Regions from separate parts of the Sus scrofa genome. Here all the other regions are linked to region 1. Evidence: chromatin contacts called from public HiChIP or PLAC-seq data. All regions are on one chromosome and are shown on one strand. Each heading gives the region's core, a stretch centred on a gene start, on an enhancer-like site or on the middle of the called end of the contact. The rest is flanking DNA. Distances are from core to core; before and after follow the strand shown.

Region 1 (6,763 bases), core at 1,268-3,767:
GGCATGAAATGATAGGTTACCTGGTATAAGTAAAAGGGTGTTTGACTTGGAGGCAGAAAGATGGCATCAAAGGTGGTTTGTTCACTTCTGACCTGGGGCTCTTAGGGAGAATCCCTTGAACTTTGGGAGCCTGACGTCCTTCACCTATAAAATAGAGATAAAAACTTCTAACATCCAGTGCTTGGGGGGTATGGTGGGTGCAGGTTGAGGATTATAGACTTGAATAGCTGGTAAGAGGCTTTGCCCATTTATAATTGGCACTCGGAATTTGAATGCTCATCATTTTTCTTTTCCTATGTAAACGCTACCAACGCTACCAACGAAAGGTAGAAATATCCAAGTCTATACTTGTGAAAGGCCTCGGTATCTACATACTTCTAGACTCTAAAGAGTGAACTTAAAATTGTAAAGGTTGCCGCTCTCCACTTGTATTGTTTGAAAGCTTTTTTCAAAGAATTACACAAAGTACTTCTAAGTACAATGAAAGGAATTTGCCATCCAGGGGGCAGTTGATCTGAATAAAGTCAGCTTCCCTCTCCTAGTGTTTTTCACTCCTGTTTAATTTCTTGCATAGCTTTTCCTCATTATTTAAAATGGCCTCACTTACTTGTTTACCCTTTTATTATCTATGCCTCTGTGTTTGAACACAAGCCCCCTGAGGGCAATGATCTTGTCTTACTTGCTAAAACCTGTCTCCTAGTGGGTGTTTAGTAAATATTTCTTTTTAAATCAATGGATGACAAATAGATTCAGTAGGGTGAAAGTAGGAGAGAATAAACTAAGCCATCAGGGCCTTGAATGGTGTATTTGGTGAAGTAGAGGCTGTAAGAAAGCAACTTAGTTACCTGGTGGCAAATTTAGTAGGTTCTCCTGGGACAGACTCAGTTTATCTGGCCTGTGTTTCCTCCAGACAGGGGCCTTCAGGTTGAACTTGAGAAAGTTACGGATGAATGTCCAAAAAGCCCATACACACAGGGAGGGGCTCTGCCAATGTGACACCTACCTCGTTATGACAGGCATTTTACATGTAAATTGTATGTATATTGCTCACTACAAACATAGGAGGTAAGTATTACTATTAACCTCCTTTTACAAAGGATCCCAGAAGTTAAGGACTATACCCAAGGTCACCCAGGGGTGTGAGTGAAGGACCCTCCCCAGTGCATCACATGGCCTCTGTTAAACTCCTTTAGTAACGCTTAGGGTCCAAATTTTTTAAATACACGGACGTCTGTTGTATTGCTTAGATCCTTTATTTTAGATTCTATTTTGTGCTGAGGCTTGATAGATTTTATTGATGTAAAAGAAAGTCGATTATGGAATATCCTTGGAAAGATATTTTGGAAACTGGTACTATACTACCTTTGGAAAGGGCACCTGGGTCCTTGGGAGAACCCAGCCCGAGGGAGTCTTACTTTTCTCTGCATTTAGTATCACCAGCTAAAATACAGGATGCCCACTTATTTGAATTTCAGATAAATAACAAATAATTTTTGGTATAAGTATGTTCCCAATACTGCATGGGACAAACTTATACTAAAAAGTTTTTGTTGTTTATCCAAAATTCAACTGTAACTGTGTTCTTGTTCTTATTTGCTAGATCTGGCAATTTAAAATTTGGCAAATTTTATTTGCTAGATCTGGTGAATTTAAAATTTTGTTCCATGTGTACATTGTATAAACATTCTAAAAATAATAAAATTTTAAAAATCAAGCTTTTTTATTTTGCTTTTTGACCCATATTTAAAAACCATTTCAGGGAGTTCCTCTGGGTGGCTCAGCAGAACAAATCCAACTGGTAGTCATGAGGTTGAGGGTTCAATCTCTGGCCTCGCTCAGTGGGTTAAGGCTGGCGTTGCCATGAGCTGTGGTGTAGGTCAAAGACGCAGCTGGGATCCTGGGATCCTGGCATAGGTCGGCAGCTGTAGTTCCCCTAGCCTGGAAACCTCCATATGTTGCGGGTGCAGCCCTAAAAAGACAAAACAAATGAAAAAATAAAATATAAAATAAAAATTTTAGGACTGAAAATAGACATCGTACAGATTGAAATTAAACATGAAGCTTAAGGATGATTTTTAAAAATCAGTATAGGAAGTTCCCTTGTGGAGCAGTAGGTTAAGGATCCTGCATTGCCACAGCTGCGGTGCAGGCTGCATCTGCGGCGTGGGTTCAGTTCCTGGCCCCAGAACTTCCACATGCCATGGGTGCAGAAAAAAATAAATAAATAAAATAAGAGTATAAAAGGACTGAATTTGCAAAGATGATTTTGATGGCATGCATTTTGCCAACATAGGACAGCTAAGGGGGGAAGGGTCTTAGAGCGCACTTCCTAATGAAATTATAGGTAGACATTAGAGGCCTAAAGGAAACACGTCTTCAGTTACCCATCTTAGGGTAGGACTGAGTCGGGAGAGGAAGCAATAGTTATCTGAATTCCAATTAGCATTAGCTCCACTAAGGGGCTGATTGAGCTTTAGAGCTGGAAAGAACCTTTGGTGTTTCAGTTTCTTCATCACTTCCTCCACATTTGAAAATAAGGAAGTTCCATTTCCAACTCCATTTCTCCCCTCCACACCCCACGCCCTACCCTCTCCCTATCACTAGCTCTTAGGAAGAATCTAGAGGTGGGGTCCCAAGTCTTAGGTCCTCAAGGAAATATTTGCATACCTTTCAGGTAATTATCCTACAGGTCCCAAGCCTTTGGATCCTTAATTCCTCACAGGTAGGGAGGGAAAAAGTGACGCAGCGGGCACAGTATAGGGTAGATGACAGGAAAGATCAGAAAGCCCACAACCTTCATAGTCGACATCTGTAACCGGGACTGCAAGCCAAGCCACAGCAGTGACAATGACAGATCCTTAACCCGCTGAGACACCAGGGAACTCCTGGAACTGTGACTGTGGGCTAAGGAAAGTTAATTTCTCTGGGCCATAGCCTCCTTAGCTATTAAAAGAGAAAAAGGAGTCTTAGGGGTGTGGGAGGATCAGATGAGATCCTGCACATGACGTCCCTTGGATTAAGTGGGTACCCAACGATTTCAGCTATGGACTTTATCTTAAAATATGATCAGTTTTACTAGAGTTCCCTGGTGGCCTATGGGTTAAGGATCCAGTGTTGTCACTGCTGTGGTATGGATTCAGTCCCTGGCCTGGGAGCTTCCACATGCTACATGTCCAAAAATAAATAAATTAATTAATTAATTAATTAAAAAAATAATAATAATAAGATCAGTTCACTTCTGAAATGTTAGGGAATCTCATCCCTGTCAGAAATATAGTCACAAACTTACTGTGAAGCTAGAGAGCGAATCAGCCAACAGAGCGATGACTATTCTTTAATTTTCCACAGAGCTTACTATTATTTGCCCCCATTTGAACATTTATATCAGCATATGACGTGAAGATTACGATCATATTACGACTTTTAAAGCATCCAATTGAGTAAAGTTAAATTTTAATTTTGTGTTTTTTGCTTTTTGTTGTTAACAGCTTTATCGGGATACACTTCATACACCGTGTAATTCATCCTTTCAAGTGCACATTTCGTGGTTTGTTGGTATATTCATGAAGTTGTGTAATCATCACCACAGTCAAGTTTAGAACATCTCATCGCTCTCAGAGAAGCCTTTAGCACTTACAACACACTCCTCTCAACACTCCCTAGCCTGCGGCAACCAGTAATTTACTTTCTGTCTTCATAGTTTTGTCCATTTTAGACATCTCACATACACAAAATCATACAATATGGGGCCTTTCGTTACTTTCAAATAGCATGTTTTCAAGGTTTATTCATATTATAGCATGTATCACTACTTCATTTCTTTTTTTTTCTTGTTTTATTATTTTAATTTTTTTCTGCTGTACAGCATGGGGACCAAGTTCCTCTTACATATATACATTTTTCCCCCACCCTTTGTTCTGTTGCAATATAAGTATCAAGACATAGTTCTCGAAGCTACTCAGCAGGATCTCCTTGTAAATCCATTCCAAGTTTTATCCAATAACCCCAAGCTCCCAATCCTTCCCACTCCCTCCCTGGGGCAGCCACAAGTCTATTCTCCAAGTCCATGATTTTCTTTTCTGTGGAAAGGTTCATTTGTGCTGGATATTAGATTCCAGTTATAAGTGATATCATGTGGTATTTGTCTTTGTCTTTCTGACTCATTTCACTCAGTATGAGAGTCTCTAGTTCCATCCATGTTGTTGCAAATGGCATCATGTCATTCTTTTTTATGGCTGAGTACTGTTCCATTGTGTATATATACCACATCTTCCGAATCCAATCATCTGTCGATGGACATTTGGGTTGTTTCCATGTCCTGGCTATTGCGAATAGTGCTGCGATGAACATGCGGGTGCATGTGTCTCTTTTAAGCAGAGTTTTGTCCGGATATATGCCCAAGAGTGGGATTGCGGGTCATATGGAAGTTCTATGTATAGATTTCTAAGGTATCTCCATACTGTTCTCCATAGTGGCTCATTTCTTTTTATGGCCTAATAATGTTCTATTTTTTTTTTTTTTTTGCTTTTTAGGGCCACACCTTGCGGCATATGGAAGTTCCCAGGCTAGGGGTTGAATCTGAGCAGCAGCTGCCAGCCTGCGCCACAGCCACAGCAAATCAGGATCCAAGCTGCATCTGTGACCTACACCACAGCTCACAGCAATGTCAGATCCCTGAACCACTGAGTGGGGCCAGGGATCAAACCCACATCCTCATGGATACTAGTTGCCTTCATAACTGCTGAGCCACAGCGGGAACTCCTAATATTCCATTTTACAGATATGCTACACTTTATTTATCCGTTCATCAGTTGACATTGGTTTCTTTCTAGTTTTTAGCTGTTATGAATGATGCTGCCATGAATATTCATGTACAAGTTTTTGTTTGGATGCATATTTTCAGTTCTCTAGGTCTGTACCTAGGAGTAGAATTGCTGGGTCATATGTTAACTCTAACCTTTTGAGGAACTGTCAGACTGTTTTTCAAAATGGCTTCATTGGAGTTCCCACTGTGGTGCAGTGATAAAGAAGCCAATTAGTATCCTTGAGGATGTGCATCAGATCCCTGATCCTACTCAGTGGTTAAGGATCTAGTGTTGCTGTGAGCTGTGGTATAGGTTGCAGACATGACTCGGATCCTGTGTTGCTGTGGCTGTGGTGTAGGCCGGTGGCTATAGCTCCTATTCAACCCCTAGCCTGAGAACTTCCAAATGCTGTGGGTGCAGCCCTAAAAAGACAAAAAAAAAAAAAAAAAAAAAAAAAAAAGGAATGGCTTCATCATTTTACATTCCCATCAGCAAATATGAGTATTTCAATTTTCTCCATCCTCGACAACACTTATCATTATCTTTTTGATTGTTGCCATCCTTGTGGGTATGAAATGGTATCTCATTGTGGTTTTGATTTGCATTTTCCTGATGGCTAATGATGCTGAATATTTTTCCATGTGCTTACTGGTGATTTGCAAATCTTGTTTGGAGAAATGTCTACTTAGCTGTTTGCCCATTTTTAAAAATTATTATTGGGGTATAGTTGATTTACAATGTTGTATACTTTGCCCATTTTTAAATCGAGTTGCCTTTTTATTATTCAATTTTAAGAATTCTTTATATGTTCTAGATATTAGATCCTTATCATATATATTTGCAAGTATTTTCTCCCATTCTGTAGGGAATCTTTTTAATTTTCTTTCTTTTTTTTTTTTTTTTTTTTTACTTTAATTTTGGCCATGCCCACAGCATGCAGAAGTTCCTGGGCCAGGATTGAATCCAAGTCACATTTATGACCTACACCACAGCTGCAGCAATGCCGGATCCTTAACCCACTGCACCAGGCTGGGGATTGAACTGGCAATGCCACAGAGATAAGCCAGATCATTAACCTACTGTGCCACAGCAGGAAGTCCTTAAGGGCGTGCTTTGGGAGTTTCTTCTGTGGTACAGTGGGTTAACAGTCTGACTGCAGAGGCTTGGGTCACTTCCGGAGGAGGCGCGGGTTTAATCCCTGGCCTGGTGGATTAAAGCCTGGCCTGCTGTGTTGCTGCAGCTTCAGCCTAGTTCACAGCTGTGGTTCAGATTCCATTCCTGGCCTGGGAACTTTCATATGCCTTGGATACAGCCATAAAATTAAAAGAAAAAAGAAACAGACAGACAGAAAGAAACAAAGAGGGGGAGGAAGGGAGAAAGAGTGTGTTTTGAAGCACAAAAGCTTAGGTCGTTAAAACTAATTGATTTTCCCATTATTTTATTGAAGTATAGTTGTTTTATAATGTGTTAATTTCAGCTGTGCAGCAAAGTGTGTATATATATATATATATATATATACATGTATATACATTCATTCTTTTTCAGATTCTTTTCCCATATAGGTTATCACAGAATACTGACTAGGGTTCCCTGTGCTCTGCAGCAGGTCCCCATTGACCATCCATTCCATATACAACAGTGTGCTTATGCCGATCCCAAGTTTTTACATTTAAGGTAATTTTAATACATGCTGTAAAGTTTGGTGCCCCATTTTATTATTTTGCATGTGAATATCCAGTTGTCCCAGCACCATTTGTTGAAGACTACATTTCTCCCCACTGGATTGTTTTTGCACTCTTGAAAATCAATGGACCATAAATATGAGGGTTTATTTCTGGATTTTCACTTCTATTCTATGGAACTATGTGTCTACCTTAGGCATGTACCGCATGGTCTTGATTACTGCAGCCTGGTATTGAGTTTTGAAAAGGCTAAGTGCAAATGCTCCAGCTTTGTTT
Region 2 (6,393 bases), core at 2,915-5,414, 220 kb before region 1:
GGGGGATGAGGACACTGATAAAGAAGCTGTATTCAATGCAAAGGAGATTGTCACTTTGAAATGCCCCCCTGGAGAAGTCTGAGCCAAATCCTGTGATTGTCTGTCTGAACGAACTGGTCCTTTACAGGGAGATGAGTGAGAGCAGAGTTTGTTCAAGCAGCCAGGAGAAGCCGCCCTCCCTTGGCCCCTGGATGGCTCTTTTTAGGGCAGGCTGGTTTGTGCGCAGGCCGATAGCTGTTTCATATCTGGGCTGATGGGCTTGGCCAAGGGGTGGCCACCCCGCCAGCACACGCGGCTCGGCATGGCCAGGAGGGGGTGTTTATGGGGCTCCCTGCTAATGAGTCCCATTTATGGAACATGTGTGGAGCAGCTGAGCAGGGCTGGCTAAGACAGGACATCAATAAGGCCTGGGTTTTGCAGGCGGGCTGCACGCACAGGCTTTTCTAAGCAGCTGCAAGGATGGTTCTGGTGCAAGCTTCTGGGGGAATCCGAGGCTCCTCGAAATTCAGGCCTTTCTGTGCAGACAATGCCCGGACAAGGATGGCTTTACCAGGGAAGCTGCTGGCCACACTGATTGGACGAGGCCAGTCATGAAAATTATTGCTGTTATAAGAATAAAAGCTAACGTTTATCGTTCACTCGCCTCGTGCCAGATGTTGTGGAAAGCACAGGCATATTTCTTTCTTTCATGTAGCCCTCAAACAAACCTAGGAGGTTGGTATTGTTTTATTTGTTTAATCTTCATGGTACAGAGGAAGCAACAGGCTCAGAGCGATGCGGCATCAGGGCTGCAGAGCTGGGGTTTTAGCCCTGGGGCTTGAACTCCAGAGCCCGGTGATGTAAGCACAGAAAAATGAATTCTAGAAGCTGCCTCATCATTTTAAATCACAGTTATGGCAGGATGGCCCTACCAGTTAACATATGCATGTTGGTATTAGAAAGACCTGGATTTGAGCTCCAGCCTTTTCTGTTACAAGTTACATAAATTCCTGAAACCCAGTTTCCCCACTAACAGTAAGAATAGTAGTACCATCTACCGGTGGGGTACGGGAAACCATAGTGCCCATCACAGAATAAGCCCCCAGCAAATGTGTAAAAACACCCCCACGCCCACACCCCCTAGGGCCAATGGCACCGTGAATCCGAGTGTGGACCCAGGAGGCAGGAGCATTTGCTGGACAAGCCACCTGCGAGGCCTTAGGGAAATCCCACAGCCACCTGAGCCTCCAATCGGGGTGTCGGGAGAGCACCGAGGGGGTGTGAGGAACCCCTTCCTGCAGCTTCCAAGGCGCTGGATGTGCTGCTTGCAATCCTTGGAAAGCCTGGTTGGATCGCTCCCTTTTGAGCACAGCCGCCCGCACACTGCACGTAGTTCTGAGCAGCGAAGAAATCAGAAACCCGACCTTCAAAGTCCTTCTGCGCCCCAGGGGGAAGATGGGACCAACAAAAACAAAGCATTCATTAAAAGCAAAGTGACATGTCCGTATACACACATACTTGTAGATAATCACTTACAGCCGTGCAGAGACCTGGGCAGGGACGGCGGGATTTTGCTGGAGTGCTTGGGAAGACGGCTGGGAAGGGCTTTCTGGAAGGAGGGGGATTCAGGGAAAGAGGAAGGAGGTTCCCCAACTAGAGTGGGAGCTCGGGTTCATTTCCTTCTCATCTTGTATTTCCTGCATCTAGCACACAGTAGGTGCTCAATGTGTGCGTGCTGCCTGAGATCAGGAAGTGGAGAGAGGGGGTTCCTGGCAGGGGAAGTGAACCGACAGGGTGGGTGGTGACTCAGAGGGAGGGAGGGTGCTCCTCTAACTGCTGAAGGCATGAGTTTATTTTTCTTTAGTGTTTCCTGCCAGGGCTTGGTCCATGATAAGCCCGGAATCAATGAGAGGGAGAGGGAGAGAGAGAGGGAGAGGTGGCAGCCTGCTTTTCTGCAGTGTAGACACGGCCCCCCTTCACAGGTGCTTGACATTCGCACCCCTCCTGACACTGGATCCCAGCTCGAAGCAGCTAAAAATGCCCCTTGCAGCACAGATCCTTTGGCGGCCTCCCCCCTGATCTCTTCTCTCATCTTCTTTGCTTATAACATCCCAGTGTGAGGAGTTCCCGTCGTGGCTCAGTGGAAATGAATCTGACTAGGATCCATGAGGACGCAGGTTCGATCCCTGGCCTCACTCAGTGGGTTAAGGCTCCAGCGTTGCCATGAACTGTGGCGTAGGTCGCAGATGCGGCTCAGATCTGGCGTTGCTGTGGCTGTAGTATAGGCCGGCAGCTGTCGCTCCTATTCGACTTCTAGCCTGGGAACTTCCATATGCCGCAGGTGCAGCCCTAAAAAGACAAGAAACAACAAAACAAAACAAACAACCACAAAAAAACATACTAGTTTTGTTTAAGATCCGTCCCTCAATGGCAGTTACCCTGGTGTTTATAGTGGGTCAGCTGGGCTACCCTGAAGTTAACTTTCCTAAATCCCTTTCCAGCTGGGCCTTGAGAGACATCTTTGCCTGGGATTTGGAGGCAGATGGCAAGCCCAGCAGGTTGGCAGGGGAGAGGGGAGGGCATCAGACTCACCTCATTGTCAGGGAGTAGTGGCCAGGCCCGAAGCTGCCTCACCTTTGCCTCGCTCCTCCTTTGGCTTCTCCAAGGCCAGCCACAAAGGGCCCTGCTTCTCTCATAGGACATCAAGGTCAAGGGTCATGAGAACCCATGGCATGTGTTTCCGTCCATCCCTGTGGTGTCCAGCTTGTCCTTGCTTTTTCCCACATTGCATCCATCTTCTCTCACCCACCTCCTGCACTGCGGACCTTGAAGCTGCAGCATCACATGCGAGGACCGCAGTCCTGCAGAGATGGGTTGATGCTTTCTCTGTGGCAGAAGTCCCATTCCGACCGCAAATCCAATTCCACATGGATGTGGGACCCTTGAAAAGTGGTTCTAGTGGTTCTGGGTTAAATCCTGACTGATACAGATACCAAAGCCCAGATCCAGAATGAACTTTAGTTGGTCTGAACCGACCACGGGGTTCCTCGCCCCCTTGCTGGTCATAAGTTCAGGTGTGGTCACATGACCTGGTTCTACCCTGTGACATGACAGGAAATCCAGTTGGAGGCTTCCGGCAAAGGCTCCCTTGCTATGCAAGAGACACGCGCACAAAGACGGAGCTCTTCTTCTACTGGACATTATCCGGATAACATGGTTGGAATCGAGGCGGCTGTTATAACCATGTTGGGACATTAGCCAAAGAACCAAGTATGAGGATCAAGAGAGGAAAGATGAAAAGAACGTGTATTCTTGATGATATTGTTGAGCTGATGAATTAACCCTCCTCGAAGCTGCCTCCCTGGAGTTCCCGCTATGGGAGATGATAGATTTTCTCATGGTTGAATCACTTGGTGGTGGTGGTGGGGTCTGTATCTTGCAGGCAAAATACACCCCAGTCCAATTCCCAACCCCCAAAGAAGCCTCAGAGTTTCTTCTTGCAATGGATCTCCAATTTTCCATCCACTGGAGTTTCCTAGTGTCTCAGCCAATTAAGGATCCGACATTGTCCCTGCTGTGGGGAGGGTTAGATCCCTGGCCTGGGAATTTCTGCATGCCATAAGTGCAGCCAAACACAAAATAAAACAAAACAAAAAACACATACTTAGATTCGAAGTTTCCATCTACCATGTGCTTTTCCGAAAGAGAAGTGGGCAGCTTGGAGTGAACCTGGTATCTGGCCTCCCCATGCTTGGTCGTCTCATCAGAGAGAATGGACAGGAACACATCAGCAATCAACAGAGTAAGCCATAGAATTAGGATTACCAAAATGATTTCCAGATTATAGCCCAGGGAAGTATGGGATAAGACTATAATTATAGTGGTTATGATAATCAGGTTTATCAATAGGATTGCAACCAGCAGAAAGCCCCATTCGAATTGGCTATACCATTGTGCCTGCTTTTTACCTTTCTCCTCTCATCCTTCAGCTCACCCTTTTCACTCTGTGATGCTGGTCTGGTCCCCGGCACCCCCTTTTCACAGACTGTCTATGAGATTCCGCCAACAGGGGGCACCAGAGGGACACCGGGAGGTGGGAGAAAAGGAGAAGGGCTTCATTTCTTTCTTTCAGTTCCTGGTAGTGTCTCTCCAGCAAGAGTAGACAGTGGGCTCCACTTCCCAGCTCCTTTTGCTGCTCCCAGAGCCTCCTCACCACGTCCTGCAGAGGGACTGGAGCTGACCACCAGCCATGGCCCCTTGGGAGGGGCTTCCTCATCTCCCGGCCCGTGTGCTCTGGGGCATCAGACCAACCCCTGGTACCTCCTTGCGGATGTAAGCACCTATCAAGTCTCTCCCCCTCCTCAGTGATCTGAGAACTTCAAGGGTCTGAATGTGAGCAGGGCAGATTCCCCTCCACGAGCCCAGCACCAGTCTCATGAGACCCCCTCCAAGGCCCCAAGCTCTGAACTACCCTCTACCCCCTCTTCTGCTGACCTCAGGAGTTATTAATCTCTGAGTTACCTCAGCATCCTCTTTTTGATCTCTCCCTTGTGTAACAAATTCTTTTATTAACTCCCTGTGTTTTGAAATATCTGGTGTGGTTTCTCTTTTCCTGACTAGACCCCAACTGATAGAGTAAATTTATTGGATCATGTAACCCCAAAGTCCAGACTGAGAACAGTCTCCAGGCACAATTCGTTCCAGGGGATCTGAATCTTATTAGGGCTCCTTTCTGTTTTCTAACATTTTCCCGGTGCTGATCTCTTCTGGATGTGGGTTGTTTTGAGCATGGCTATCTTCCAGGTAGCAAAAGTGGCTGTAGCAACTCCATTCCCCATACAGATAAGCCATACTGCCTCTGAGCAAAAGAGAATGCCTTTGTCCCCAGTTTCTAAATCAGAGCCCTGAACTTCATTTTGCTTGCACTGGCTTTGGTCATTTGCCCAAAGTGGAACCAATCACAGTGGCCAAGGCCTGGGCTCATTGATTGGCTAGATCACGTGTTCTCTTCCTAAAGCTGGGTGGTGTAACTTCCATGGAGATACAGGGCCCACCAACGGGAATCAGGGCTCCTGGGAAGTTGCAGAACGATGCTGATGAGATCAATAGGCACCTGTCCCATGCACTTCTCAGACTGTCCAGGGCAGCCCCAACTTCACATTTCTCTTGTGGTTTTTATAAATACCTTTTAAAATGTAAAGCCAAATGCATAGTGATGGCTTTTTAGATGCAAGACCAAAGGGATGCTCCTGAAAGAAATAATTGATAAGCTGAACTCCATTAAATTTAAAAACTATTCTATGAAAGACACAGAATGAGAAGACAAATCACAGACTGGGAGAGAATACTTGCAAAAGCAGTTTCCATCGTGGCTCAGTGGAAACAAATCTAACTAGTATCCATGAGGACTCAGGTTCGATCCGTGGCCTCACTCAGGGGGTTCAGGATCTGGCGTTGCCGTGAGCTGTGGTGTAGGTCGCAGAGGTGGCTCAGGTCTGGCTTTGCTGTGGCTGTGGCATAGGCCGGCAGCTGCAGCTCCATTTCAACCCCTAGCCTGCGAACCTCCATATGCCATGGGCGTGGCCCTAAAAAGACAAAAAAATAAAAATAAGAAAATGCTTGCAAAAGGGCATCGTGAAAAGGACTGCAATGCAAAATTTACAAAGAACACTTAGAACTCGAAAATAAGAAAACAACCCCATCAAAAAATGGATTCAAGACCTTCAGAGACACTTTACCAAAGAAGATATGAAGATGGCAATCAAGCATATGAAGAGATGCTCCACAGCACACCATGTCATTATCTGGGAAATGCAAGTTAAAACATTGTCATTGCACACCTATTAGAACCACCAACATCCAAAACACTGACACCAAATGCTGGCGAGGCTGTGGAGCAATGGAGCAAACTCCCAACCTTTGCTGGTGGGAATGCAAAACGGTACAGCCACTTTGGCAGAGAACTGGGCAGTTTCTTACGATGTGAAACACACTCTTATCACACAATCCAGCAGTTGTGCTCCTTGGCGTTTCCCTAAGGGAGGGGAAAACTTACGTCCACACAAAAACCTGTGCACGTGTTTATAGCAGCTTTATTCCTAACTGCCCAAACTTGGGAGTTCCCATTGTGATGCAGTGAAAAATGAATCCAGCAAGTATTCATGAGGATGTAGGTCCGATCCCTGGCCTCCCTCAATGGGTTGGGCATTGCCGTGAGCTACAGTGTAGGTCGCAGACACAGCTCGGATCCTGTGTTGTTGTGGCTGTGGCATAGACAGACAGCTGTAGCTCCAATTAGACCCCTAGCCTGGGAACTTCCATATGCCGAGGATGTGGCCCTAAAAATAATTAAAAAAAAAAAAAGAGCATGATGGCCAAAACTTAGAAGCAACCCAGATGCCCTTCGGTAGGTGA
Region 3 (6,635 bases), core at 2,312-4,811, 150 kb before region 1:
AGAGCAAACTGCCATCACATCAGGCCACTGAGTAAATATTTGTTCCGAACAGCCTAGAAGAACCTCCCATAGTACACCAGACAGGAAATAGTTCTCAGTACCTCTGTTTTCTCTTCAGAGACAGATTCAGTCCGTTGTGTGTTGCCACGTAGCACGTTAGGGAAACACATAAATGCTTCTGGCCTCTCCTATGGTTTGGACCGTAAAGGTCTACAGTTTCTGAGACCTGGTGGCTTTCTTCCTGACCTTGGCTTCTTATCGCTTGATACCATCTAGTTTGAAGATTCTGACTCAGCCCTCCGTCCCCTGATGGCCCTAGGTGAGCTTCTGAACACAATAGGTTACGCAAGACCACTGTCTTCACGTTATAGATGAGGTAGGTAGTCGGGGCAGGGACAGGCACATCTGGCAAGGGTTCTGTGCTTTAGAAGCAAGAATATAATTTAGAATTCCTGAGATGCCTTACCTATTATGCTTCCCTAGTCCCTATATGATTAGACTGAGCTGAATGAACATGAACTTTAAAGAAAAAAAAAATCTACCATCTTCAAAAGTGGAGAGTCACTGAAGTGGCAATTTAACAAAATGATTGACTTCCTCCTGGGAGCCCTTTCAAAACCTCCAGAAAATGATAGATTTCAACACTTACCTGAAGCCTCAAGCTCTGTGGGCCCTAAGCAAAGATTTAATCTGATAATGGCATGGAGCCGAACCAGTTGGCTGCCCTGCTTTTTCACCTCTGAATTTTACTTCATCAACACGTTTTCTCGTGCCAAATGTTCCTCCAGGGACTGTCAATAACTTAAGAGCCAAACTGGCAAGAGAGGGTTTGGGCCCAAATAACTGAAAAAGCCTGGAATAGAACCAATTGGCAGGAAAGAGAATTGATCCCCAAAACAAGCCTCGGAGATCAATCCCATCATCCCCGTTTTAGAGAAGAGGAAACTGAGTCTCAGAGACACGAACTAAGGTGTCACTACCACCCAAGAAGGAGGATATCAGAGCTTCAAATCCACGATGTCAACTCCCTACACCACCCTTTGTCTCCTACCTCGAGAATCTGCCTTTGACATCTGGTTATTTGGAGAAAGCTGGATGTTGCCAACATTGCAGTTTTCAACCAGACGTTTCAACTCTGTAAGCTATAGTTTTGGCTAATAAATAAAAATAAAAGAGTTATTCAGAGGTCACGTACATGTTGTGATGTGCTGCGCTTAATCTAGTAATTTCTAAAAATATCACTTAGGATCTAAATCAGACAACAGAGCTGCACGTGACCCCTCAAATAAATGCAACATTGCACACCCAGAAGCAATCAATATTACATACAAGATCCCAAAGTTGCCTGGAATGAGCAGTCACTGTTTTTTGGTTGTTGTTGTTTTTTTTGTTTGGTTTGGTTTGGTTTTGTTTTTTAATCTTCTGGGCTCCCTTTTTTCTTTTTAAGGTAATAAAACCCCTCTTTCCCGACAGAAATCCGTTCCATTGTTGACCTTAAGCCTCCTCCATCTGGTTAATCAAATCGCTCCCTTCTTCGAGACACAATGACTGGTTTAGGCATACACTCGGACTCCAGCAAGGCCCATCAGAACTGTCTCTGAAATTTGATACGTGGACATATTTATGGACTATTTGCAGAAGGATGCAAGCTCCCGCCTCCCAGCAGCCATATTTTCAGAGCACAAAGGGCCCATTTTATTGTAGATGATCAGGGCCAAGAGATGGAGAGAAAGAGAGAGCCAGTAAATTTTTCCCATTAAGTCAAATTTTGGCCATAAGGAATCCAAATGATCCTACCAGATACAATACCGGATCCAGGAGTTTTGTAAGAGCTGGAGAGTGGCTCAAATGTTTCTGATAGGGAAGAGAGTGACAATAAAAGTGTGGGTATGACAGGTTCATTTAGGATGGAGCCTAGAGTAAATTCATTCATTTCATGCAGAGATTTCTTGAAGGAGGATTGACGAATCAAATGAGAGAAACAGTCAGATATCCTGAGGTAACCATTGTTAATATTTTGGTATACATACAAATTAGTAGGATACAGCAGGGGCAGTCAAGCTTAGCAGTAAGGGTCCAGATAGTGAATATTTTAAGCTTTGTGAGTCATATAGTCTCTATTGCACACTGCCATTGTAGCCAGAGACAGCACAAAAAAAGAATGGGGATGGCTGTGTTCCAATAAAACTTTATTTACAAAAACAGGTAGTGGGCCAGATTTGGTGCAAGCCATAGTTTCCTGACCCCTGGGATATAGCGAAACCCCAAAATGATGGTTATAAAAATAAATTAGAAATGCCTTCTTCGCTCAGGAACAGTTTGGGCCTCAACAGTTTGAGGGCACTATGGCAACACCATTGTCTAGAGACCCACACTGCTTCTATCTTGTTCCTCTGCCACCCATAAGATATTGCTCTCACAGACATTGAGATGACAGTAGTACTGTGGCCATGATCCAGCCAGCAGGGAGGGGAAAAGGGAGAAAGGAAAAGGGAAAGCAAAAGCACACTGCTTTCCTTTAAGGGTGCCAGGCAGACATGGCACACACAACTCTCACTGGTGTCCCACTGGCCAGACTTAGTCATATGACCACATCTAACTTCAAAGGAGGCTGGGAAATGCAGGCTATATTCCAGGCAGAGTGTAGGTAGTTAAAAATTAGGATGGGTTTGTTTTTACTATAGAAAAGAGGGCAAACAGAGGTTCCTGTTGTGGCTTAGAAGGTTAAGAACCCACTAGTATCCATGAGGTTATGGGTTCAACCCCTGGTCTTACTTAACACAGTGGGTTAAGTATCTGGTGTTGCCATGAGCTATGGCGTAGGTTGCAGATGCAGCTCAGATCTGGTGTTGCTGTGGCTGTGGCGTAGGCCGGCAGTTGCAGCTCCTATGTGACCCCTAGCTTGGGAAATTCAATATGCCATGGGTGCAGCCCTAAGAAGACAAAGAAAGAAAAAGAAAGAAAGGAAGAACGGAAGGAAGGAAGGAAGGGGAAAGAAAAGAAAGAAAGAGAAAAGAAAAGAAAGGAAAGGAAAGGAAAGAAAGAAAGAAAAAGAAAGAAAGAAAGACAAACAGATATTAGGAGACAAACAGCTGCCTTTGCTACAATTTTTCCTCCTTTCTCTTTAATGCATGTATTCATGTTACAACAGTCTTGTCACCCCTTTACCCCCATCCCACAGCCTGGGAAGAAATCCAGGAAAAAAAAGAGTGACTGGGACAGGTGGCTTCATTGTCAAACTAGTAAAATAGGTTTTGTAATATGACCCAGAGTTAGAAGGTGGAAAAATGCCCTTTAAGGATAGTAAATTAAAGTTATGTTACCAGGAGTGACGTGACTATCTTGTCTAAACTTGAGGTTTTTTCAGCAAGAGACTGGTCTTAGCAGTGAAACAAATGTATGCTTTTTTTCTTAGATGCTTGGAACAAAGTCAGGTGTCATTAGGCCTGGGGAACACTCCCCACTCTTCTAACTGGGGACTCAAGTTCAAGTCTCTCCTCCAGAGCAGCAATGATAGCCTAAATGATGCCTTCCACTTGCAAGCAGGTTTTAGAAGCTGGACTATATGAGACACAAAAGAGGATATGGGACTTGGTGAATAATACTGAGAGAAGCATAGAACGTCCCGGAAAAGGGGGTTGGGTAAGCAAGCCAGGATTTAGTTTAGAAGGGGGAGAGTTAAGAAGAGAGAGAAGAAAGAAAGAAATAGAAAAGGGAGCCTGAGGACCAGACAGAGCCTCTGTAGGGTAGACCGATCTGGCTCAGAAAAGTTTGGGTTGTTTTTCTTTTTCCAACAGTACCCTCGGCATACAGCAGTTCCTGAGCCAGGGATCCAACCACAGTCCCAGCAACTCCAGATTCAAGCACATCTGTGACCTACACCACAGCTTGTGGCAACACGGGAGCCTCAACCCACGGAGTGAGGCAGGGATGGAACCTGCAGCTTTCCAGAGATGTCAGGTCCTTAAGCTGCTGAGCCACAACAGCTACTGCAGGAAAGTTTTAATGTAGCCCTGCAATTTCTAAATAGAAGCCTGTTGAAACTTTCCCTGGAAGGCAGGTTTTCATGTGATTGTTTTGAAGAGAGCAGCCAAGATGTTATTGGGGACAGGGAGAAATCCTGCCCTTCGTTACCAGCAAGCACCATCTCAGTGGGTTGCAGGGTGACTGAGAATTGCACTCACGGCGACAATACAACCAGAGGGGCAAAAGGACAGAACTTCACGTGTCCTCGCCCAGAACAAGGACAAAGACATACCTGTTTTCTACAGTATGTCTCACACAGTTCATGTGTATATAGAGAGATCACTGCCTGTACGCCCCAATCCCACCTCTAGATTTTAAAGCTCATTAAGAATTAGTGTTTGGGGAGTTCCCCTTTGGCTCAGCAGGTTAAGAACCCAATTAGTACCCATAAGAATGCAGGTTCAATCTTACGGGCATTGCTACAAGCTTTGGGGTTGGTCGCGGATGTGGCTCAGATCTGGCGTTGCTGTGGCTGTGGTGTAGGCCACCAGCTGTGGCTCCAATTTGACCCCTAGCCTGGGAACTTCCATATGCCACAGGTGCAGTCCTAAAAAGGAAAAAAAAAAAATAATAATGAGTGTTTTGTGTATCCATCTCTGCATTTCTGAAGACGCAAGCCCCAGCCTTTTCATATGTGTTGGTTCTCTGAACAAAAGAGATCATCTTTGAACAAAAGAGTTTAGCACTTTCGTTAAAAAACACCTATTAAGCACCGATTGAGAGCCAGGTATTAGGCATCTGAGAAACAAAGATGGAAATTCATAGTCCCTGTCCTAAACACTTTTAGCCTAGGAAGGCAACGGACGCTGAAGTGGACATCTGTTGTTTTCTGGCTCTGAGCCCCAGACCCCAACTTCCTCTTAGCATATCACTCCCTCTTCTGGGAAATCCCCAACAGTGTGTGTTTGGGATGGGCCATTCTCTGTCACAACACAGAAGGCCAAGTTGCTAGATACTCCTCTCTGCCTCCCTTTTCCATTTCTGGTGCAGCCACAGGATGGGCACATGAATAAGCCCAGCCAAGCAGATGCTCTCCCAGCACATGGAATCACGATAGTGTTGCAAGAACCTCACATACGACTGGAGGTTCAAGTCAACATGATGCTTGTGGCAGATCCTCTGCTTCTTGCCCGTTTTCCAACCCTGCTCTTATAGAGTCTTCTTTGATTTTGAGAACCCCAGAGACCATGCCAGTAAGTTTCTTTTTCTTAAGATTTCCAGAGTTGATTTTGTGGCCAAGAGCCAAATCCCTTGCTGATATAGAAAATATTTTTATATATAGTGCCCAGGCTAAGGGTCAAATCAGAGCTGCAGCTGCCGGCCCACACCATAGCCACAGCAATGAGGGATCTGAGCCACATCTGCGACCTGCACCACAGTTCACAGCAAAACTGGATCCTTAATCCACTGAGTGAGGCCAGGGATCAAATCTGCATCCTCATGGATGCTAGTCGGGTTCATTACCGCTGAGCCGCAATGGGAATTCCCCAACATGTTTATCTTTTGAATACAAATATAAGAACCCCATCCAAGCCATCTCAAAAAAGTGAAAAGTTCATTGTAGGAACACAGTGAACAATATGGGAAGTGGAGATGCCTGAAGGTAAGGCCAGACAGCATTATGGGGGAATCTTCATGAAGCTTGAGCTTAAAGAACATTTCAGGGTTTAATCAATCATCAGTCACCTGGGTCCAAGCTTTTAAGAAAGTTATATTTTAGTGAAGGAAATATACAATAGTAAACTGATAAACAAAACATTGCGGTTTATGATAAAAAAATTATAAAAGAATAAAAAAGATGTATTTACTAGGAACCTCAGCTCAAGGGCTGATATTGACATGATTATTATCCCCTATATGTCAGCTTTTTTCAGCCCCACCACCAACGGAAATCTGGACTCCCTATAACATACCTTTTCTCTGTCTTGTAGCTTCTGCTTCTTCAGAGTTTTGAATGCTTCATAACTTAAACTTTCACATCATAGCTTCTCCACCGTCACAGGTCGGGTTCCCTGGGAAGCAGACTCGGGGGTGGAGCTTAGCAGACAGAGGTCCATTAGTGCTCTTGGGATTCCCGCATGTGGAAGAGAAAAGAAGTGGATGGAACTGGTGAAGAGAGAAGCTGAGCTGTAGTGCCATCTCGACTTGCATGACCAACTTGTCCCAGTTTGCTGGGGACTTTCCAGGTTTTAGCCCTGAAAGGTCCACATCCCTGGAACTGTCTATAGCCCAGGCTAACCAACGCAGCTGGTCACCCTGGAACTGACGAAGTCTCAGCCAGCCTCACAGGTCACTCTGAAGCTGAGATGGTACTATGAAATTTTCCCTAGAGAATGACCCCGTTTCCACGTCAACGAGCCATCAGATACGGGCTTCCCTGGGAAGGGTGCGTGATCTTGGGTGAGGAACAGGGGAGACTCTCCGATAGAGACAAGGGCCCAAGAGAGCTGACAATTGAGGGCTGTCTACTGGCTGCACTCCCAACAGCAGGAGGAATAAACCCTTCATTTTGGGGTGGGATCTGAGAGGCACATCACAGCAGCCGCTGTATCAGGTTCTCTGCATGTCATGACTTTTCACCTTCAGTTCCTACTGCTCACTGCTGGAGT
Region 4 (6,476 bases), core at 668-3,167, 200 kb before region 1:
ATAAGTTTTAAATGAGAAGACTTATTTTTAAATCACTAGTCCTAAAGAGGGGTTCAAAGAACCTTAGTTTCCCTTTGCTTGACTGACTTTTTGGGGTTATATGAAAAGTTTAGCTATCTCTGTTTTTCTGTTCATTCCTCTTATGGACAACCCCTCAAGTCAGCTCAGAAGTCGGCCTTGTTCCCATGGAGATGTATTTAAGGTAAACAAATTTGAAAAGGGGAAGCACAGACTCCCATCCCCTACGCCCACTCACAGCCAATGCACAGCCTCAGCAGAAACATTTCCAAAGAAATGTTTCACAAAGCTTTCGGGGAAGGCACCCCGTGCTCTTTCAAAGTCTGTACAGGCCTTTTCATTGTGCGGCTCTAGAAATGAACAATAATTTGAAACAGATAATAATGAACTTCGCACAGCCATGGATCAAAAGTGGTATTGAGCTCACCATTGTCTAATAGAATTAGGCTGACATGCTTTTGAATCTAAATGGGTGGGGTTTTTCTCCCTCTCTTCTGTATGTGCACATTTATTTATTAATGGGCAGACTATTACAAGATTTCTGGGTCCCACATGGTTTCCGTTCTAATCCAAACAACTTACTTTCTCCTGAAACTCTGATTTTTCCTTTCTTTTTCTTTTTTTTTTTTTTTCATTTTTGGCATCATTATTTTGTGAGTTTCGAAGGGGAATTGCTTCTCTGAGTGTGCATGGAACTGTAAGCACATCAATCACACAGTGCATTGACTTAACAAGGAGGACTAATCCCACTGTCACTTCCCACTGAATGATGTCTGCTTAGGGAAAAGGGCTGCAGATGCTTTAGAAGCCCAGAAAGCATCCAATCAAGTAACTTTTGAAAACTCCACGGAATAATTTCTCTGTCTGAAAGAATGAGCTTCAATAGCTTATTAAACGTAGCAGCAGTCAGAGAATGTTATTTCTGAACTAGATCTAACTTTAGATCGCTCTTCAATCATGGCTAGAAATCAAACTAGCTTTATAGGGATGTAAACATTCATTTGAAAACCTAATCACAGGGTGGTTTCCTCTACTCTCCCTTTAACACAAGGGCCAACGTTTGATGAGTGAAAAGCAACTCACGTCTTACCCAAAACATCTGTCTTTAAGATGTGACACCTAAAATGATACAGCAGAAACACAAGTCCCCAAAGGCAACCACTCATAAAATTATGGCTAACAGTGGTAGATAGTCATGTCACCATCCACCACAAAAAAAGAAAGAGAAAGGGCACCTCATAAAGCCTTTATTAGTCTCTGGTTCATGTCTTGAATTTTCCAAAGACGCTCACAGAAGATTGACATGGTCCATGTGGTAAAACCACAGGCAGAAGGTTCTGTCTTCACTACAGAGGATAAGCACAGGGCTAGGAAGAGAGTCAGCAGAACACTTTTCCCCAAACCAGACCTTCTAGGTGTCCCGGTGGAGACGTTGAGGCACTCTGCTCAAGGTGGGCTCGGGGTCTTCACTAAGGGGATATAAGGAGCCACAGTCACTAAGGAGGGGAGACCCAGCCAGGCTACTGATTCTTAACTTCCCCAACTCCATTCTTCAACATCGGATCCAGAGCAGAGAATAAAGAAGGAACTTAGGGAGTCCTTCCCTTTGTCACATAAATAAATCTGTAGGATGAGATGTTCAAAGGGTTGAGAGGCCACAAGGCCATAGAATCGCTGAACACTGGAGCTGGAAAAGCTGTAGAAGAGGAAACAGCAGCTGACAGTGTTGAAATGACTCGCCTAAAGTCGCAGAGAAACCACCACCACCCTTTACCACTTGTGACTTGAATGGAAATAGTCTTTTTCTGACATGAAAAAGAAAAGAAAAGAAAAGAGTGAGTACACTATGTGTCAGCAGAAGTTATGCCGCATGCAGCTAGATCATTGCCCAACAAAGGAAATGTGGATTCACAGAACTAGCTTCCTACTTCAAACACTATTTTTCCTGTAATTGGGTAAGGCTGGGGGCAAACTTTGGTCAAACACCGCAAAGATAAAAGGAAGCCCCATGGTCTTAGATGCATAGGCCCCGTTAGGACTTCTCAAGCATTTATCAATCCAAGTATCGCTTAAGCCATGCCCACCATGGGCTAGGCACGCTGGAAAATATAGAAAAAAACAGGCAACAATGTCTTTATCCTCAGGTAAAATTTGAACTGTGGGAGATTATCAGAGACCAAGGGCAATGACTGAATATTGACAATGGTTCCCAACAGGAGTCCAGACATGGGGGGAATTAAAGGATATTGAAAAGATAACCAAGGAGGACTTGATTGATGTGACATCCATGGTATGTTAAAGGCGAGGGCGAGGAAGAAGAGAAAAACTGAGAGGATCTAAGCGGGAATAAAGCTTCTGATGTAGGAATTCATGTGCTTCAGGAAGTCTGGTGAGGACGCCCAACTCAGTGGCCAAGAAGGTGGATTTAAGGACACAGTGGAAAACAACATTGAATCCATAGAGAAAAACACCATGAATGACTCCACAAATCATTTGGCTGAAGCAATACAAAACAAAGAACCAGAGTCTAGACCCCTTTTCTTGAAGAGCCTTTTCCGAAATCAAATTTGCAATTTTTAGATGTACACATGCCAAAATCATCAAAAGGTTATATTTTGGCTAATATCTTGACTTCTGTACAAAATACAAAATCAGGAGTTCCCATTGTGGCACAGCAGAAACGAATCTGACTAGGAGCCATGAGGTTGCGGGTTCGATCCCTGGCTTTGCTCAGTGGGTTGAGGATCCAGCATTGCCATGAGCTGTGGTGTAGGTCGTAGATGCAGCTTGGATCTGGCATTGCTGCGGCTGTGGTGTAGGCCAGTGGTTACGCCTCTGATTAGACCCCGAACCTGGCAATCTCCATAAGCAGTGGGTGTGGCCCTAAAAAGCAAACAAAAACAAAATCAGGATGAGCCATATGAGGGATCGTTGCCCTTCTTGCCACCCTATTCCAAGAGGAAATAGACCAGATAGTTTTAGAAGTCATTTCTAGATCCACAAGTTACTGACTCAACAAAACAAAGTTTTGCCAACACTATTGAATATCCAAGAAGCTATCCAAATGCCTTTATAAGCCTTTGAACATTCCTTCGCTTTGACCTTAAAGGCTGGCTTAAACTTATCAACGCCTCCATCTGAAACCCCTGCCATGACCTTTCTATTATTACCTCCAATTTCTGAGGCAGGGAGGTAAACCGAGGTGCAGAGGAATTACGGAGTCATCTGAAGAGGAGATTATTTCAATGTTAAAAACATGGCACACCCAAAACCTGCTGTACACAAAGGCTATTTATAATAAGTCTGATTTTCAACTTGGAGTTACAATGAAATTCGAAACAGAAAGAGCAGAATTCCAGATTGAAGAAAAATTACAGCTGGAAAAATAATTTTAAAATTAAAAAAAAAAAAAAAACAAGTAAGGCTTCCAAGAAGTTACTCAATTTGGGAATTTAAGGAAGGTGGAGGTTTGCGTCCAAGAGGAAACTGCTTTGGGGACATGGAGGAATGGAAATTCCTGCCTTCAGCCTATTTTTGCAGCCCTATGTTCAGCCATACACACATCGAAGAAGGATTTCTTCCCCACGGCTTCCAGGAAGGCACACGCCAGCAGAGAGGCCTCTGGTCACATAACGCAAGAATGCATGCATGCAAAAGCTTCCAGGGCTGAGTGGTTGTGGGAGGGGAGATATTAATTTGCCCTAAGCAGAGATGTGCCCTACCTGCCTGCTTGCTCTGCCTCCACTGTACACACAGCATGAAGCTCCAGGTCACTTAGGGGTTAAATGTGTGTGGGGGTGTGGGGTGATATATACGAGGGACAGAAGTCCTCTGCCTCCTCCCTTCTGCCCTTGTCATAAGTGAGAAGAAGCTTTGGGTTCATGGTTAAGGGCTGTTCAGCACAGTCCTTTGCTGTCGGGAGGGGGCAGGGTTTACCTGCAGGATGGCCAACCCCTGGGATGGGGGCTGCCTGTCCTTCCCGCGGCATCACTAAGCAAGCTGAGCACTCCTTTGCTCTGAGTGTAGTAGACTCAGCCTCGGAATCCTTCGAAACCCAGCAGTTCAGGCTGCCATCCCCCGTTCCAGTAGGCGAGTGGTTTGAAACTTGGTTGCCCGCCCCAGGGTGGAGAGAAAGAAAGAGAAAAGGAGAGAAGGGAGAAAGGAAAGCAACGTTTGCTAAGCACCAAACTATGTCCCATTGGAGGGTGGGGAAGTCTGCCCAAGGACAGGGCACTGACCCTGTGTAGGGATAATAAAAACCAGGCTGTTGGGAGTTCCCTTCATGGCTCAGCGGTAATAAACCCGACTAGTATCCAAGGGCACAGGTTCAATCCCTGGCTCCGTTTAGTGGGTTAAGGATTCAGCATTGCCATGAGCTGCAGTGTGGGTTGCAGATGTGGCTTGGATCCCTCGTCACTGTGGCTGTGGTGTAGGCCGGCAGGTACAGCTCTGATTCGACCCCTAGCCTGGGAATTTCCACAAGTGGCGGGTATGGCCATTAAAAACCAATGGCAACAACAACAACAACGAGACTGTCATTGACTTTATATTTCGATGAAGTTCCCCTCAGACAATGCCCCCTTTATCATCTGCACCCTGACCGAACGGCTCCCACTGTCCCTCCACCCTCTCCTCTGAGCACCACTGGACCAAGAACTGCCCGTGGCCTTTCCGCACAGCTTGCCCCAGAGAACAAGTGGGTGAGGCGGCAAGAAGGAGTTGGAAGAGCCATCCTTTCACCCCTGCGCCATGCAGAGTTGGAGGCAAACTGCATTTCAGCTTCCTCATTTGTAAACTGCAGACAGCCGAGCTGTCCTCCCTTAGAGAGCACTGTAAGCATTCTTACAATGAGGGCTAGTCCTTCTGCAATTGTGAAAGAACACACAAGCCAGCATACAGGAGGGATGTTTTTTTTTTCCTTTTGTCCTTTTTAGGGCTGCACTGCGACATATGGAGGTTCCCAGGCTAGGGGTCTAATCGGAGTTGTAGCCACTGGTCTACGCCACAGCCACAGCAACACCAGAACTGAGCCGCATCTGTGACCTACACCATAGCTCACAGCAACACCGGATCCTTAACCCACTGAGCGAGGCCAGGGATCGAACCCTCAACCCCTTGGTTCCTGGTTGGATTCATTTCTGCTGTGCCAGGATGGGAACTCCCAGGAGGGATTTTTAAATATCGAGGGTTTTTTTCTTAAGTGACCAACTGAACTGAACTGCCCTTACCTGAATTTTAGACCATTACAGTAAAAATGAAAACAATTCATAATGTATCATATAAAGCTGTCCGATTTAGAAAAAAAATACAGGCTGCTCAGTTAAATGTGAACTTCAGATTAAAAAAATGACTATTTTTCATATAAGTATTTCCCAAATATTGCATAGGACATATTAATGCTAGCAAATTATTTGGGGTTTTTTTTAATCTGAAATTCAAATTTCACTTGCCACCCTATATTTTAGCTGGCAACACGAACATGAAATCTGGAGGTGTGGAATGAAGAGAGGAATAACTCTTCAGAGATAAAAATGTCATCCTGGAAGGAATGTTCCTCTAGATGGATGATTTTCAAACTCTCTTTGGGCACAGACTATGGTAAAAAATAGATTTTGCATTGCATTTCATTGCATATGTACATATGTCAATTAACAGAAATAAACATCTCATGAGAACTTTTTCGTATACAGTGAAGGCTGACATTTTCTATCTTCTTTATTCCACCAGATTCTATATGTTTTTTTTTTTTTTAAATCCTGATCCAACCTTGCTTAATTCATTTCCTGATGCCCTAATGTAGAGATCAACCAACTACAGCCCAAGGGCCAAGTCTACCCAGCCACCTGCTCCATGTATGGCCAAGAAGCAAAGAATGGTTTTTACATTTTTTTTAAAGGCTGGAAAAGATCAAAAGAAGAATGATATTTTATGACACGTGAAAATTACATGAAATTAAAATTTCGCTGCCCATCAATAAAGTTTTAGGAGTTCCTGTTGTGGCTCAGCAATTAATGAACCCTACTAGTATCCATGAGGACCCAGGTTCAATTCCTGGCCTTGCTCAGTGGGTTAAGGATCCAGTGTTGCTGTGAGCTGTGGTGTAGGTCACAGACATGGCTTGGACCTGGCGTTGCTGTGGCTGTGGTGTAGGCTGGCATCTATAGCTCTGATTCAACCCCTAGCCTGGGACCCTCCATATGCCGTGGGTGCCGCCCTAAAAAAATAAAAAAAATGTATAAAGTTTTCTTGGAACCCGACCATGCTCATTCACTGATGCATTGTCTATGATCTCTCTCACGCTACTATAGCAAAGTCGAAAGTTGCACCTTGAGTATGACCCACAAGGCCTAAAATACTTACTATTTGTCCCTTTACTGCAAAGGTTTGCCTAGTCCTGTCCTGATGTTCTAATGATTTGCAACCTGCCATGTGAAATGCCGCTCTAAACAGTTTTGCCT

The links. HiChIP or PLAC-seq counts read pairs in DNA pulled down with a chosen protein or histone mark.
Region 2: a contact with region 1 is called in an H3K27ac HiChIP or PLAC-seq map of alveolar macrophages. The contact joins two enhancer-like sites. A contact is called at or near these places in 1 of 47 Hi-C or Micro-C datasets (embryonic fibroblasts) and 1 of 2 datasets of contacts at active chromatin or transcription factors (alveolar macrophages).
Region 3: a contact with region 1 is called in an H3K27ac HiChIP or PLAC-seq map of alveolar macrophages. The contact joins two enhancer-like sites. A contact is called at or near these places in 1 of 47 Hi-C or Micro-C datasets (liver) and 1 of 2 datasets of contacts at active chromatin or transcription factors (alveolar macrophages).
Region 4: an H3K27ac HiChIP or PLAC-seq map of alveolar macrophages shows a contact between it and region 1. The contact joins two enhancer-like sites. A contact is called at or near these places in 1 of 47 Hi-C or Micro-C datasets (embryonic fibroblasts) and 1 of 2 datasets of contacts at active chromatin or transcription factors (alveolar macrophages).

The regions. Positions count from the first base shown.
Region 1 is chr8:20,043,109-20,049,871 of Sscrofa11.1, forward strand. All of the region lies in intron 1 of RBPJ (recombining binding protein suppressor of hairless), which reads left to right. Among named protein-coding and RNA genes, the nearest start is that of RBPJ, 110 kb to the left of the region's middle. Within about 2 kb of position 2,518, at least 3 of the 83 cell types and tissues checked have an H3K27ac peak or open chromatin away from gene starts, as enhancers often do. A contact at or near this core is called in alveolar macrophages, where this site is marked.
Region 2 is chr8:19,819,912-19,826,304 of Sscrofa11.1, forward strand. No RefSeq gene overlaps it. Among named protein-coding and RNA genes, the nearest start is that of RBPJ, 110 kb to the right of the region's middle. Within about 2 kb of position 4,165, at least 12 of the 83 cell types and tissues checked have an H3K27ac peak or open chromatin away from gene starts, as enhancers often do. A contact at or near this core is called in alveolar macrophages, where this site is marked.
Region 3 is chr8:19,887,865-19,894,499 of Sscrofa11.1, forward strand. No RefSeq gene overlaps it. Among named protein-coding and RNA genes, the nearest start is that of RBPJ, 42 kb to the right of the region's middle. Within about 2 kb of position 3,562, at least 7 of the 83 cell types and tissues checked have an H3K27ac peak or open chromatin away from gene starts, as enhancers often do. A contact at or near this core is called in alveolar macrophages, where this site is marked.
Region 4 is chr8:19,841,879-19,848,354 of Sscrofa11.1, forward strand. No RefSeq gene overlaps it. Among named protein-coding and RNA genes, the nearest start is that of RBPJ, 88 kb to the right of the region's middle. Within about 2 kb of position 1,918, at least 16 of the 83 cell types and tissues checked have an H3K27ac peak or open chromatin away from gene starts, as enhancers often do. A contact at or near this core is called in alveolar macrophages, where this site is marked.